2 separate regions of the Callithrix jacchus genome follow, and region 1 is linked to region 2. The links are chromatin contacts, called in public Hi-C maps. All regions are on one chromosome and are shown on one strand. Each heading gives the region's core, a stretch centred on a gene start, on an enhancer-like site or on the middle of the called end of the contact. The rest is flanking DNA. Distances are from core to core; before and after follow the strand shown. Region 1 overlaps LIMCH1 (LIM and calponin homology domains 1). Region 2 overlaps LIMCH1 (LIM and calponin homology domains 1).

Region 1 (7,481 bases), core at 2,644-5,143, 200 kb after region 2:
TTTCCCCACAGAAACATGGTTTTAATTAGAAGCTAGTTTCCTGATTAAAGCCCTTAAAAAATAAAATTATTACAAATTACTATTTAATCACCTAAAAAAAACTAAGCATTAAACAATATTTTCTTCAAACTTGTTAATTATAGAGGTCAAACTAACAAAACAAATACTCGTTTATTTAATAATTTTTAAAATGTCTTCTTTTACTTCTTCCTTTCCTCCAGCAGCTGTAAATTACAAAGCATTGGAACACTACCTCGAAGCATCATGCTTCATCATGAAACACCAAGCAAAGCGTACAGGAGATGCTCAATAAGGAAGCTGAACAAATCACCAAGTGAATTAATAAAGCCTTTTGGCCAGGCACGGTGGCTCAGAGCTGTAATTCCAGCATCCTTGGGAGGCCAAAGCGGGTGGATCATGAGGTCAGGAGTTTGAGACCAGGCTGACCAAGATGGTGAAACCCCATCTCTACTAAAAGTATAAAAATTAGCTGGGGGCAGTGGCAGGTGCCTGTAATTCTAGCTACTCAGGAGGCTGAGGCAGGAAAATCACTTGAACCCAGGAGGTAGAGTTTGCAGTGAGCCAAGATCGTGCCACTGCACTCTAGCTTGGGCAAGAGAGCAAGATTCCATCTCAAAAAACAAAAAAGCCTCTGGAGAAACTCATCTCATACAAGGATGAATGCTTGGTTACCCTCCTCCTTGCCTTTTTTTTCCCCCTTTTTTAGTGCAATAGCATGATCTCGGCTCACCACAACCTCCGCCTCCCAGGTTCAAGCCATTCTCCTGCCTCAGCCTCCCAAGTAGCTGGGATTACAGGCATGCAACCACCATGCCTGGCTAGTATTTGGTATTATTAGTAGAGGTGGGGTTTCCCCATGCTGCTCAGGCTGGTTTCAAACTCTCGACCTTAGATGATCCACCTGCCTTGGCCTCCCAAAGTGCTGGGATTACAAGCATGAGCCTCTGCACCCATCCCCTCCTCCCCTTTTTAAAAAAGAAATTTCTATTTTTTTTTTAATGAGACAGGGTCTTGCCCTGTCATCCAGGCTGCAATGCAATGGCATAATCACAGCTCACTGCAGCCTCGACCTCCTGGGCTCACATAATCCTCCAGCTTCAGCCTCCTGAGTAGGATGACAGGCACACACCATCATACCCAGCTAATTCTTGTGTCTTTTGTAGAGATGGTGGTTTCACCATGTTGCCCAGGCTGGTCTTGAACTCCCGGGCTCAGGCAATCCAAGCACATTGGCCTTCCAAAGTGAGATTACAGGCATGAGCCACCACGCCTGGCCTGCCCTCCCCCTTTTGAACCCCTTTTCACAATGTAAATTTTGTTTGTTGTAGGTATTAGAAATTGCTTGGTGTTTTTCCTCTAGTGGACACTGCAATTAAGCTCCCATCTGACTTGAGAACAAAAATCTGCATGTACTGAATGTGAGCATGACTTGCTGGAATTCAGTTTGTCCTGAAGAGAAGAAAACCATACCATCTACACGCTGAAGTGTACATCTTCCACATATTCTATTCCTAGCCTCCGAACTGTGCTCTCAATGTTTCTCTTTAGTCAAAGGAGTCTGGCTTTTCTCTGACAGATGCTCCCCTCACCCTTAAATCAAAGCAGTATTATTTCAAATGTGACCTGTGAACTGATCTTATTGGTCCATGACATTGTACATTACAGGATTGAGAATCTACACTTAGAAACTTTGACAGCAGTTTGGCCATCACCACCACAACCAAGCCATGTGATAGCAGGACTCATCTTGCTGAGCAAGATGTAAATCTGTTTAGGTGTTGGCCAACTGGCCTGGGTGAGGTGCATGTGATACAAGCTGCATGCTGATTCTGTGCAGTCAGCCCTGTATTACAGTGGATTGGAAATTTTAAAAACAAAAGCAAAACAAAAAAAGTAGTCCTTCACTGCAAAAGTTTGAAAAGCTCTGTAATAAAAAGGCACAAGCCAGCCAGGTGTGGTGGCTCGTGCCTGTAATCCCAGTACTTTGGGAAGCCAAGGCAGGTGAACTGCTTGAGGCCAGGAGTTCAAGAACAGCCTAGCCAACATGGCGAAACCCCGTGTCTACTAAAAATACAAAAATTAGCCAGGTGTGATGGTGCATGCCTGTAATCCCAACTACTCGGGAGGTTGAGGCATAAGAATTGCTTTATTCAGGAAATGGAGATTGCAGTGAGCTGGGATCAAGCCACTGCACTCCAGCCTGGGTGACAGAGCAAGACGCTGTCTCAAAAAAAAGAAAAAAAAATTAAAAGGCACAAGCACTGTAATCAGACAGAACCAAGTATGAGTCTTTGCTCCACTACTTGCCTGACGACGTGACCTGAACAAGTCACTTTACTTCTCTGGACCTCCATTCTCTCATCTGTGCAGATATGGATGAAGGAGGGTACAATGAGCAGCTTCTTCCTCATGCCATAAAATGGGCAATTTTAACATTTGTTCAACACAAGGGTCAATCATTTGAATACACTTTGGTTGTGGTTTGTTCCACAGCTGTGTGAAAAAAAATGGCAGCTATTTGGGGAAAACAGCTATCCTGCAATAAAATAATGAATGCTCTCAGCATTTTCTCATATTCCAGGTGGAAGATATTTTGGTAACGAATTCAGGGCACCATGGACTGGATATGGATATGATAATCTAGTGGTTACTGCAGGGTCCAGACTTAAGCACATGTGACAATTTACTTTGGGCCACTGTGAAAGCAAAAAATTCTCAACTGCATCCAACATCAGCTAAAGACCTAAGCACAGTTTTCAGGAACTGCTTTAATGATTTATAGTCATAAACACAGAAGAAGATGCCTAGGAGAAGAGAGAACTGAATTTACAAGGAAAAGAGAGGTAAACACAGACAACTTCAACTACCAGGTATACGGCGCTCCCGGCCACTCTATAAATGAAAAACAAAAACCTTTTCTCATTATTGTGAAGTCCACCTACAACACACCAAGCACAGTATCTAGCAAAAGCAGAGAGCAAATCAAAGCTCCCTTTCAATCTTTCCCATGCTATGTTTGCCTGTAAAACTGTGCTTTAATTCTTTCCTCTTTAAGTTAATTTCATTACAGTTTCCTTTCTATTTGTTTCAAATGCCATCTGGGTGGAAGCCTAATGATATGTCAGTGTCACCACTCACAATGGTTCTGAAAGTTTTTTCACCCTCAATCAGCAACAGTCCCTAAGGACTGCTGGCTAAAAACAGGAAAGCCCGGTAATGCCAAGGCTGATTTACAACATCAGCATCAAGCTCCAGCTCTGGCTCCTTGCACACTTCTGGCTCCTGTTTCACTAGTTGAGTGAGAGGTCACTTGGGTCACATAGGGCCTTACAAGGTTTCTGGGGAGAATAATAGTTTTTCTGTATCCCTTCCTTACAAAAGGCAGCTGATCAGCACTACTGTCTAGACATGCAAAGATATTTTTCATGGAAACAAATAGGTTGGTGGTTTGTCTTGTTTAAGTGAGAAAGGGATTTACTTTTATTTTAAAGCATGCACACAGCTACAGTAGGCCTTCTGGAAATCCTTCTTAAAAGAAGATTTGTGTGAAGCTCACATTTAGAAATAACAAAGAATGCAATGAAAGGGATCCGAGGTCCGTGACAGTATTTGACACATTCTCTAGGAGACACTGGAGATGCTTTTATTTTCAGATTCAAGGATTCACCTTTCACATAGGAAACGCAGAAGACCAGACAAAAACCATGTATTTTTACCCTAACTGTCTGCTTTATAGCTCCTTCATGATTTTTTTTCAACCAGCTCCACACTTCCAGTATATACCCAGACGCTGACAAAATCCTAGTTTCCCATCTTGGGCAAGAACTGAAATACATATGAAGGTTCCTTTGGAAGGACCAAATCCTATGCACAGAAATTTAGAAATTTCTGCATTCCATTTCCAGTCCTGACAGCATCTCCCACACAGATTGTCCTGGTGCCATCATTTTAACAACTTTACATGCTGCCTCGACAATCCCTATGATAAAACGGAAAAGCTGTTGTGTTGGAACTTGTGCTGCAAATAGCATAATGACAATGTTAGGAAAAAATCTCTCACAGCATTAACTGGCTCACGAAGATTATTCTTAATTCAAGCTGTGCCCAACATATGGACATTATTTTTTAATACCCCAGACCCATGATCAGCCTCTAAGTAAGTCTGCAACCCCAGTCCTCCAGTGGGGGCAACTGCTTGCTTCTCTGTGTCAGAAAAGCTCAAGGAGAGGCAAACTGTAGGTATACTTATGTTCAGACAAATGTTGTACCATCTCTACACAGACGGAGAAATGGCAGAAAGTGAACAGATGTGGAGTCTAGGTACCTAGATCTAGGTAAGGAGATAGCTCAAACCACCGCCACCATCACCTCCAAAGAGGGAACAAGAATTCCTGGAACTCCTAACTTACAACCCAGAATGTATTTATTTAATAGAAAAACAAGGTTTAAAGAGATTTTCTTGTGGCTCTATGAGCTTTATTAGAACTAAACTTTACAAACGGAATAAATGAATTGAAAAGTGCCTATATCATTGAAAGTAGAACAAATATGGTACAATGGTTATTTCTGGAGAAATTGAGTAAAGTCTTCAAAATAAGGAGTAGATAATAAGTCATGTAGTAGCAATTGTTTTCATATTATTTCTACTATAGGAATCATCATGTCAATAAGTTACAACAATATAGGACTTCAGAAATAAGATTTCTGAGATACTAAAAGCTTACTCTGTATATAAACTTCTACTTGATACTTTTTTTTTTTTTTTGAGACAGTCTCACTGTCACCCAGGCTGTAGTGCGCTGGTGCCATCTCAGCTCACTGCAACCTCCACCTACTGAGTTCAAGTGATTCTCTTGCCTCAGTCTCCCAAATAGCTAGGATTACAGGCATGCACCAACACACCCAGCTAATTTTGTATTTTTCGTAGAGATGGGGTTTTACCATGTTGGTCAGGCTGGTCTTGGACTCCTGAACCTTGTGATCCACCTGCCTTGGCTTTCCAAAGTGCTGGGATTACAGGTATGAGCCACTGTGCCCAGCCTTGATATATAAGATGTTCTTATATAAAACATCTTGCATGATGTTTCCAGACAGTGTCTCTGTTAGTATCTTAAAACTACACAAATTGACTCTTACAGTTCGAGGGTAGGAAATGTAATGTCCTGGTGTTGGCAGGGCTATTTTCCAGCTTTTAGAGGCCGCCTGTTTTCCTTTGCCCCCGGGCCCTTCTTCCGTCATCGAAGTGCATCATTTCAATACCTGGTTCCATCACCATCTCTCCTTTTTCTGTTTCTGATGTCCAGCTTCCCCCTTACAAGGACTTCTATGATAACACAGAGTCCACTGAGATGATGTAGAATAATCTCCCCATCTCAAGATCTTCGACTTAACCACATCTGCAAAGTCTCTTTTTCCATATACGATAACATAGCCAGAGGCTCTAAAAATTAGGATGTGAACATCCCTAGGAAGACTTTATTCAGACTACTAAAAAAAGGGAGACCTGACTGTAGAAAAATCTGGCAAATATTTACTCCTAGGCAATAAATTAAACAGTTCCTTTAGGTTCAGTCCTTTTAAACATCAGGCTCAGTCACTCAGATTTCTGTTCATCAAGACAGTCACCAGGGCGTGGTGGCTCACGCCCATAATCCCAGCACTTTGGGAAGCCAGGGCTGGCAGATCATCTGAGGTCAGGAGTCTGAGACCAGCCTGGCCAACATGGTGAAACCCCAGCTCTACTAAAAATACAAAAATTAGCCAGACATGGTGATGGGTGTCTGTAGTCCCAGCTACTCGGGAGGCTGGACTGAGGCAGGAGAATTGCTTGAACCCGGGAGGTGGAGATTGCAGTGAGCCGAGATCGCATCACTGCACTCCAGCCTGGGTGACAGAGTGACACTCTGGCTTGGGGAAAAAAAAGAACAACAGTAACCAGGTATATGGGGAGAGAGGAGAGTGTCTCCATTATTATGGTGATATGAGAGATGGAGAATGCAAATCACATGTTGTCCTCTGCATCCTACCTGCCCTCGGCTGCAAAGCAGCTAGTCTGGGATGCTGCCTGGCCTGGTGACCATGGGAGTGAGACCGACTAGCTCTACAACCCTGGACATTCCATGGACATCTGCAACTGATGTCCACAGCTGGTGGTCAGGGCTTAGAGTACCACTGGCTGGCCTCCAGTGGTGCCACAGCTAGCTCTGGGTCTATTTTCCACCCAGTTCCTAGCCTAAGCCCACTGCCTCTTAGCTCAGCTGCCTTCTGAGCCCTCTCTTGAAAGAATTCCAGAACATCTGGCTCCTTCTGCCACCATAGAAGAGCTGAGAGAGGCTTGGTGAGTGCCCCTGGGCCCTCCTCCACCTGACCTCACCAATTTGTCCTCTTATGTCACTATGCACCCCTTCCAAGTTGGCATGAAGTTACTCACATAGCAGCGTTTGCCCAGAACCCTAAACAGACAGTGGGACAAAACTCTCCCCTGCCCTTTGTGTTCTCACAAACCAGGATGAGCCCCTCTGCCCTCAGTGCTCCCTCCACTTGTACAATTTGGGCCATCAATTCTTTTCCTCCTGTAGAGACATGGCACTCCACTGTTCCAGAAATAGGGTCTATTTCCCCTACTTCCCTGGAATCTGGACTGACTCTAGAGCTTCCTTTAACCAACAGGATATAGTGGAAGTAACATGCTGCCACTTTCAAGCTTGGCCTTAAGAAGATTGACAGCTTCTGCTTTCTTTTTCTTAAAGGCCAGCAACCTGAGGAAGTCCAACTACCCAGAGACCACCATGCTATGACGGCACCCAAACTTGCCAGGTAGAGAGGCCACGTGGAGAAGCGCTGAGGGCCCAGACATGAGAAAAAACATCTTGAACCTTCCAGCCTAGCCCCAGCACCAACTGAACATAGGGACCAGCCGATGCTCCATGGAATAGAATTGGAATAGTCAACTCCTAGAATCTTAATAAACAATAAATTGTTGTTATTTTTAAGCCACTACGTTTAGAATGGTTTCTTATACAGCAATAGGTAATAAAAGCAATCAGAAAAATAAAAAAAGAGCAAACTATATATACATTCAAGTGTTTCCCCCCAAAAAAATGAGATCGCAGTGACAGAGCAGTAAGGCGTACACAAAATGACCAGAGTCAGCAGCCATTTCAACAGGATGCCCGTTCATTTGCAAGGGTTTTGTTGTGCTTTGGTTTTTCACTAAATGCACTCCCTCACTTAATTCATCTGGAGCCAAAGAACCACTTGCACTACTTTTTTCCTCCTCCAATTAGCATGCAGGGATTTCCCTCATGTTAAGAGAATGTGATATGCAAAGTCACTGGACCACTGTCTTGCATAACAAACCAAAGTCTTTTGACAACAGTGAGAAAATTCCTCAAGAATGCAAAGAACATAATGCCAATTGTTAAGTGTGAAATTCCAGGGTATTAACCCTTTGAGAGATG
Region 2 (6,880 bases), core at 636-3,135:
CAAGTTGGGGGTGGGGAACACTAATAAAGCAATCTGTTTAATGCAAAGTACCTGAGTCAATAGGCTATGAGGTACAAAACAGGCCAGACAGGTCACAGTTGACATAAGCATCCCATTACAAAAAAAAAAAAGTCAATAAAGTTTAATTTTGAGGCTTGGCACCATGGTGGCTCATGCCTGTAATCCTAATACTTGGGAGGCTAAGGTGGAAGGATCACTGAGCCCAGGAGTTCGAAACCACCTAGGCAACACAGTGAGACCCTGTAATTAACAGCTTTTCATGGACATCTACAAAAGAAAAACAAAAATAGTAGCCAAGTATAGTGGTGTATGCGCCTGTGGTCCCAGTTACTTGGGAGGCTGAGGTGGGAGGATTGCTTGAGTCTGGGAGGTCCAGGCTCCCATGAACTGTGATCACACCACTATACTCCAATTTGGGCGACAGAGTGAGATCCTGTCTCAAAAAAAATAAAGTTTACTTTTGAGGGTAAGGGTAGGTAGAAAGATAAAGATAACAGCCTATGTATCCATTGACTATATTTATGTAACTTTCACTACTAATAAAACATTTTAGAATCAACAATTTGCTAGTTATCTATTTCTATATCATGAACTAGCACTAGCTAAATTTAAAGTGAGAGGGAGAGAAAATGGTTTTACTGCTCATCTAAAATTACCCCCCATCACCCAGCACAGTCCTTTACACACAGTGACTATTACTCAATAAACACTTGTTGAAAGGAAATGTGCATCCTTACGGTGAATGCTGGCTCAATCAATCACACAGTATGTCACATAGTTCACCTGACCATTCCTCCTTGTGCTCAGAGTAACCATCCACTCCCATGTGAAAATAAAGAGGACTCTTTCCTAAATCACAAAGACAGTGACAGGCCAGGTACAGTGGCTCACATCTGCAATCCCAGGACTTTGGGAGGCCTAGGCGGGTGGATCACTTGAGGTTAGGAATTTGAGACCAGCCTAACCAATATGGCAAAACCCTGTCTCTACTAAAAATACAAAACAGTGCTAGGCTCCATTACTGTTTTATTCAGAAGAATGTAAAATATAAATTATATTCAGCTGATAAAGATGGCTAGGGTATTTATTTTTCAAAAATATGGAGATTACCTACTGTTTTCTTTGCCTCCCACTCTGCCTTCTTCTGTCCCATTGCCATCAGGGTCCTTGCAGAAAAAGAACTCCATAGCTTCCTATTTTATGGTGAGCTTATAAATTATGCAAAGCACTCCCCATTCCTTTGCCCTATATTGGTAGGCTAACCATATATTTAACAAAAATGTATCACTTTTATTAAATGGCAAGAGAGGCTTCAACACATAGGACTCTAAACTGGAACATGAACCCCAGGATAATTATTCCCTTACTTGTCATCAAGTTGTGCTTAATTCTAAGTTAAGTCAGAGCATGGAATAGAAATCCTACCTCCAGAAGGCAACGAGTGTTTGCTAATGTTGGAAAATCAATATAATTACAACTTTTGTAAATGGTATTCATTTTCTTTGTACCTGGAATCAGAGTGAAATCAAGTAAGTCAGAAAGAAGTTCAACCCCTTTACCCAAAGGCTCCTTTGTGAGCTAGAAAGAAAAGAATTTCCCATTTACTAAGTCCACAAGAGTCAGAAACAAAAAATGTTTAGCAGGTAAATTCACCCCCGAATTATACTTGCTTACATGCCAAAAAAGAGGAAAAAATTCTTGGCACATGAGGCCAATTTTAATCATTCTGTTTCTGCTAGCAACAGCAGGTAAGTGGCACTGAGGCGCCATATGCATCAAGAACATACTGAAAGCTTAGACTAGAGAAACAAAGTCACAAGGGCACAGAATAACCTTCTGACCTCTGATCTTTCATGGGTGGACCCTTAGAAGATTCTTCCACCTCCTGTTTCTTTGCAAACGGAACTGGAAGGAACTGGTTTGGGTTGGATCCAGTGTGTCTAAGGGACATCCCAGTTCTCCTGGCCATCATATCGTCTTTTCGTGTATCATCCAACTTTCGCTGGCCTTTCAGTCCACTGCCACTCCAGGCAGGAGCTGTCATCTTCTCCAACTTCTCTTCTGTCCCTGAAGCCTCATACTCAGAGGCCAGAGGACACACCCTAGGGCAACATTCAGTCCAGCCAGTCAAAGGCCACTTACTGCTAAAGATATTTTCAGTAGCGTCACTCACTGGCGTTAATTCAAGACAGAAGAAGCCAGCGTCCCTGGAGGCAGCGGCACACACAGCAGCTGAGCAGGATATCTCCCTTTTGAACACTGGGACCTGCTGTCATGCAGCTGGTACTCACACAGGATAGGTTTCCCTTTCTGGTTTTCATGAGTCCTGAGAATGAAATTTGGCCAGTACTCAGCCACATGCAAAGGCTAAAATCACTACCCAGAGCGGGCACCAGAAGCAGCACTCTGATCTTGGGATGAGAACACTCTTTTAGTGACTTTACTCCACCCTCTATCAGCTGCCAAGTGCAGACTGGGCCTTTAAGCTGATTTTTTTGGAAACACGACAGCCACACACAGCAGGGGCAACACACCACGGAGCAGAGCGCAGGCAAGATGCTCACAGTGGCTGGCTGCTCTCTTCTGATCTTTCTGCCTTTGACAGCCTCTTGGAATCTCTCAGAGCACTTTCCATTTCTTCTTTGCCATCCTGTGGCAGCTGTTTGGATGTAACTAAAGCCAGAGAGGATAGTTTCACTCCTAGGAAAGAATTCACACCAGAGGCCCTGACCCCACCTGTCCTCCTTCACCTCCTGGAGAGGCAGGAAACACTGCTCCTCACCTTCCTCTGTCCCCCTCGGGCACTCGCCCAGACTGCAGACCCACTCTTCCTGGGACTCCGGCACAGGAGCCAGCCACGAGGCCCTTCTGCAATAGTCACCTAGGCCAGAATTCACTGTTCTGCAGACGATCAAGTAGCATTGGTGGCAAGAAAGGAGAGGAACAAGGGTTACAAAAGAAGACAATGAATGTCCTTGGGACTGAAAGATTAAGAGAAGAATGTGGCTGCTCTCATTCCAAAGGCTGGTTAGTAAGGATGATATAATCAGATTGAGATAATGGAATGTGAACTCTGGCTAGGGTCTATGAAGGTCAAACAAGGCTGGCGTGACTGTCACCACAAGACTGAGTGATGGGCCCCTCAGGATTCAAGGCCTGAAGGATGTATTTCTTATTACTTTCCTACACCCTCCCCACCTCAGATTCCCACCAGCCTCTGAAACCTCAACTCTTTATTTCTGATGTTCACAGCCTTCTCTCTTCTATGGTGTCACCCAGAATCTGGAACCAAAGAAACCCTTGTCATGGGGCCATCCATTATTTCCTTTGGATTTCAAGGGCAAAGTATAAAGAAGAATGCTAGGAACACTTCCTCTGGCTATGGAGAGCCTCATTTTGCTCCCACTGTACAGATGGAATGGAGGTTCCTGGGGACCATCCAGTTTTACACACGTCCTATATGTGTTTCCTGGAAGAAAGATCAGCCCACAGAACCAAATCCCCAAAAGAGGACTTGGGAATTCAAAACTGGGTGGCCTCCAGGGAGGACCAGAACTAGGGACAGGCCTATAAGATGTTCTTCCCCTACACATTTGGATGGTGATTCGTCCAAGAAAAGTCTTGGCTTATAGAAACCGCCAAAGAGGAGTGTTTTTAGACTCCTGATTTATTATACAATTTTAAAAAGTAGGGAGGAAGGAGACCTTTACTTTTTTAATATGTCTACTTAGATGTCCAAAATGTGAATTCATGATACTAATAACTTTTTCTTCCTCTCTCTAAGGCATAGGAAAGAGAGAGGTTATAGATAAGCCCAAGAAATCCTAGTGATATCATTAAAACATTCCATTTAGCTCATTCAATATTTTCAACTAATAAAACAGTGCTGGATGCAGCCAAGGGAAAAAGGGTCATTTGTCAAGATTATTGACATTCCCAGGCAGTGATTCTGGTGACAACAGAATCAAAATGGATGCCTGCCATTTAACTTCACACACACATTCCCCCCAAGGGGACCAACTAACATTACTTCTCTGCTATACATAGTCTGTTAAAACTATGTCACCTCTAGGGGTTTGTATAATGTTCTTCAGCAAACTCTTTAAAAGCAGCAGTGGGACCAGGCACAGTGGCTCACGCCTGTAATCCCAGCACTTTGGAAGGCTGAGGCGGGAAGGTCACGAAGTCAGGAGTTTGAGACCAGCCTGGCCAACATGGAGAAACCCCGTCTCTACTAAAAACATAAAAATTAGCTTGGTGTGGTGGCACGTGCGTGTAATCCTAGCTACTCAGGAGGCTGAGGCAGGAGAATCGCTTGAATCTGGGATGCGGACGTTACAGTGGGCCAAGATCACGTCACTGCACTCCAGCCTGGGCAACAGAGCAAGACTCCATCTCATAAAAAAAAGCAGCAGTGACTCCCATGCAGATATCCTTGCTCATGTATGGTGAAAAATACCTGTAGTCATTAAGCGCTTGGTGCCCCTTTAAGCTGGAAGCGGCCACTGAGACAGGAGACATAGAGTCCGTTTGGATCTTGCTGCCATGACAGATGACTTCTTCTTCATCCTCTCTAGGCCCAGCCTTGCCAATGCTAAGCCGCTTCCATTTCTGCTGGTCTATCTCCGTCACTGGTCCAAAGTGCACAAACTTTTGCTTGGGGCTGGAAGCTTTCTTAGAGGCCCTTGCTTTGCGGTTGGCAAAGTCATCACGGATGGCAGTTTCTGCTTTAATTTCTAGGGAAGGCTCAGAAGCACAGATATGCTGAACATCTCCATCCCTAGTCAAAACCAGAAAGAAGTTCTAAAAATGTCTGAGTAAAAATCAGTAAGAGGTTTGAAAAAAAAATACTAGAAGTAGTTGGCCCTCCCTATCAGTGGGTTCAGCACTGGTGGATTCAACCAACCTCAGTGGAAATTATTTGGGAGAAAAAAATTCCACAAAGTTTCAAAAAGCAAAACTTGAATTTTGCTATGCACTAAGTACTACACTGAATCCACATGAATGAAGTGATGTGAAGGCACTGTATTAGGTATACGTGTACAAGGTATGCTTAGGTTTCTGTAGGCATTATCAGTAATCTACAGATAATTTCACGTATTTGGGGGATGTGCATCGGTTATATGCAAATACTATACCATTTCATATAAGGGACTTGAGCATCTAAAAATTTTGGTATCCAAGGGGAATCTTGGAATTAAGCATGCATACCGAGAGAAAACTGTATATGAAAAATACTTTTATGGCTAGAGCAGAATTGCTTTTCCATTAATACTCAAATGAAGAAATGATCATTGTCTTGCTTAAAAATGATAATTACCTTGTCTTTAAGTTTCTATAGCTTTCAAAATATTAATTCTAACATCTCTAACATCATAAGTGATGGCATAAGAAAATCTTAGGTACTGTGGAATAATTAAAATTATTTTAAAGTCAAGTTTAAATTCTTTACAGTAAACAAGCCTATCAAAATAAATAACCATTCTTAGAAAGTCAACTAAAAAGAGAATGTTTTCTCTCCATGTGGTTTATAACTTGAGTATTAATAAATTCATCTCATGATGCATGTGCTGAGCTCCAGGAACTCTGTGATGTGAGAGGCACTTTTTCAAGCCATCAAAATAAAAAATAATACAAGGGGCCCGCACAGTGGCTCATGTCTGTAATTCCAGCACTTTGAGAGGCTGATATGGATTACTTGAGCCCTAGGAGCCCTAGGTGTTCAAGACCAGCCTGAGCAACATACCAAGACCCTGTCTCTATAAAAAAAAATCAATTAAAAATTTGGCCAGGTGCAGTGGCTCATGCCTACAATCTGAGGACTTTGGAAAGCTGAGGTGGGAGGATCCCTTGAGCCTAGAAGTTCAAAACCAGCATAGTCAGCGTAGTGAGACCTTGTCTCTATAAAAAATTAACCAGGCATGGTGACATGGGGCTGTAGTCCCAGCTACTCAAGAGGCTGAGTCAGAAGGATTGCTTGAGCCCAGGGGTCAAGGGTACAGTGAGCTGTGATCAAGCTACTGTATTCCAGCCTGGGCAACTGAGCAAGACCCTGACTTAAAAAATAAAAAGATACAAGGATGTGTATTGATGCCTTCAAAATAAAATACTACTACTGCCAGGGGGAAACATGACACACCTCGTCTTTTCTGACACTTTGAGTCTCTCCCACGTCTCCAAGTCGGCTTCTGTTATGTTGGAGAGTGTAATGAAGCTTCGGGGCTCACGGTGAGAGGCAAGGCTGCCCTGGATTCTCCGCTGGGCCAGGTCATCCTTGTGAAGATCTGGCACCTTCCTGAGTCCTCCTCCTCCTTCCACAGGTTCACTCTCCTGAGCCCTTGCATTACAGGTCGCTATTGACTTCACCTCTTCTGTGTAGCCCTGGTTTCTGTCCATTTGATCCAGGCCCCACATCAATGGAAAAATCAAGTTCAAGGAAGGGGAGCAGACAAAGAGAATGTCAAGCATGGAAACTCACAGGCTGAGGACAGAACAAAATGATGGAAGCGCCTTTCCCTTTCTCAAAAATGGATCAAGGAGCTGTGATGACTTTCATCTATACCACCCTTATAACTCTGAATGAGACAGATGTTTTTTTTTCCCTATCAGATGACAGTCTCAACTACAATTTAGGAAGCGGAGCAGTGCCTGCTGAAATATTACTAATGGTAATGAGATTTTGGTTGGCTGGTAATGATGCCTAATTCCTACACTATTCAAGTTACTGTGATGAATTCAGGTTTTCTGATTGAATCCCTTAGCCCTCTTGGAATGTTTTTTACTGCGCTAGTAAAATGTTCGTAATGAGCTCTGCATGATCCAAATTCTAGGATTAGTTTGTAGATAGCTGGAACATTGT

Evidence for each region. A called contact is a pair of places that touch in the nucleus more often than the background predicts.
Region 1: a Hi-C map of skeletal muscle shows a contact between it and region 2, with 1.6 times the contacts expected there. The contact joins two enhancer-like sites.

Annotation. Positions count from the first base shown.
Region 1 is chr3:152,374,413-152,381,893 of calJac240_pri, forward strand. All of the region lies in intron 1 of LIMCH1 (LIM and calponin homology domains 1), which reads right to left. Among named protein-coding and RNA genes, the nearest start is that of LIMCH1, 80 kb to the right of the region's middle. Within about 2 kb of position 3,894, at least 3 of the 16 cell types and tissues checked have an H3K27ac peak or open chromatin away from gene starts, as enhancers often do. A contact at or near this core is called in skeletal muscle, where this site is marked.
Region 2 is chr3:152,173,421-152,180,300 of calJac240_pri, forward strand. All of the region lies in intron 8 of LIMCH1 (LIM and calponin homology domains 1), which reads right to left. Among named protein-coding and RNA genes, the nearest start is that of PHOX2B, 120 kb to the left of the region's middle. Within about 2 kb of position 1,886, at least 3 of the 16 cell types and tissues checked have an H3K27ac peak or open chromatin away from gene starts, as enhancers often do. A contact at or near this core is called in skeletal muscle, where this site is marked.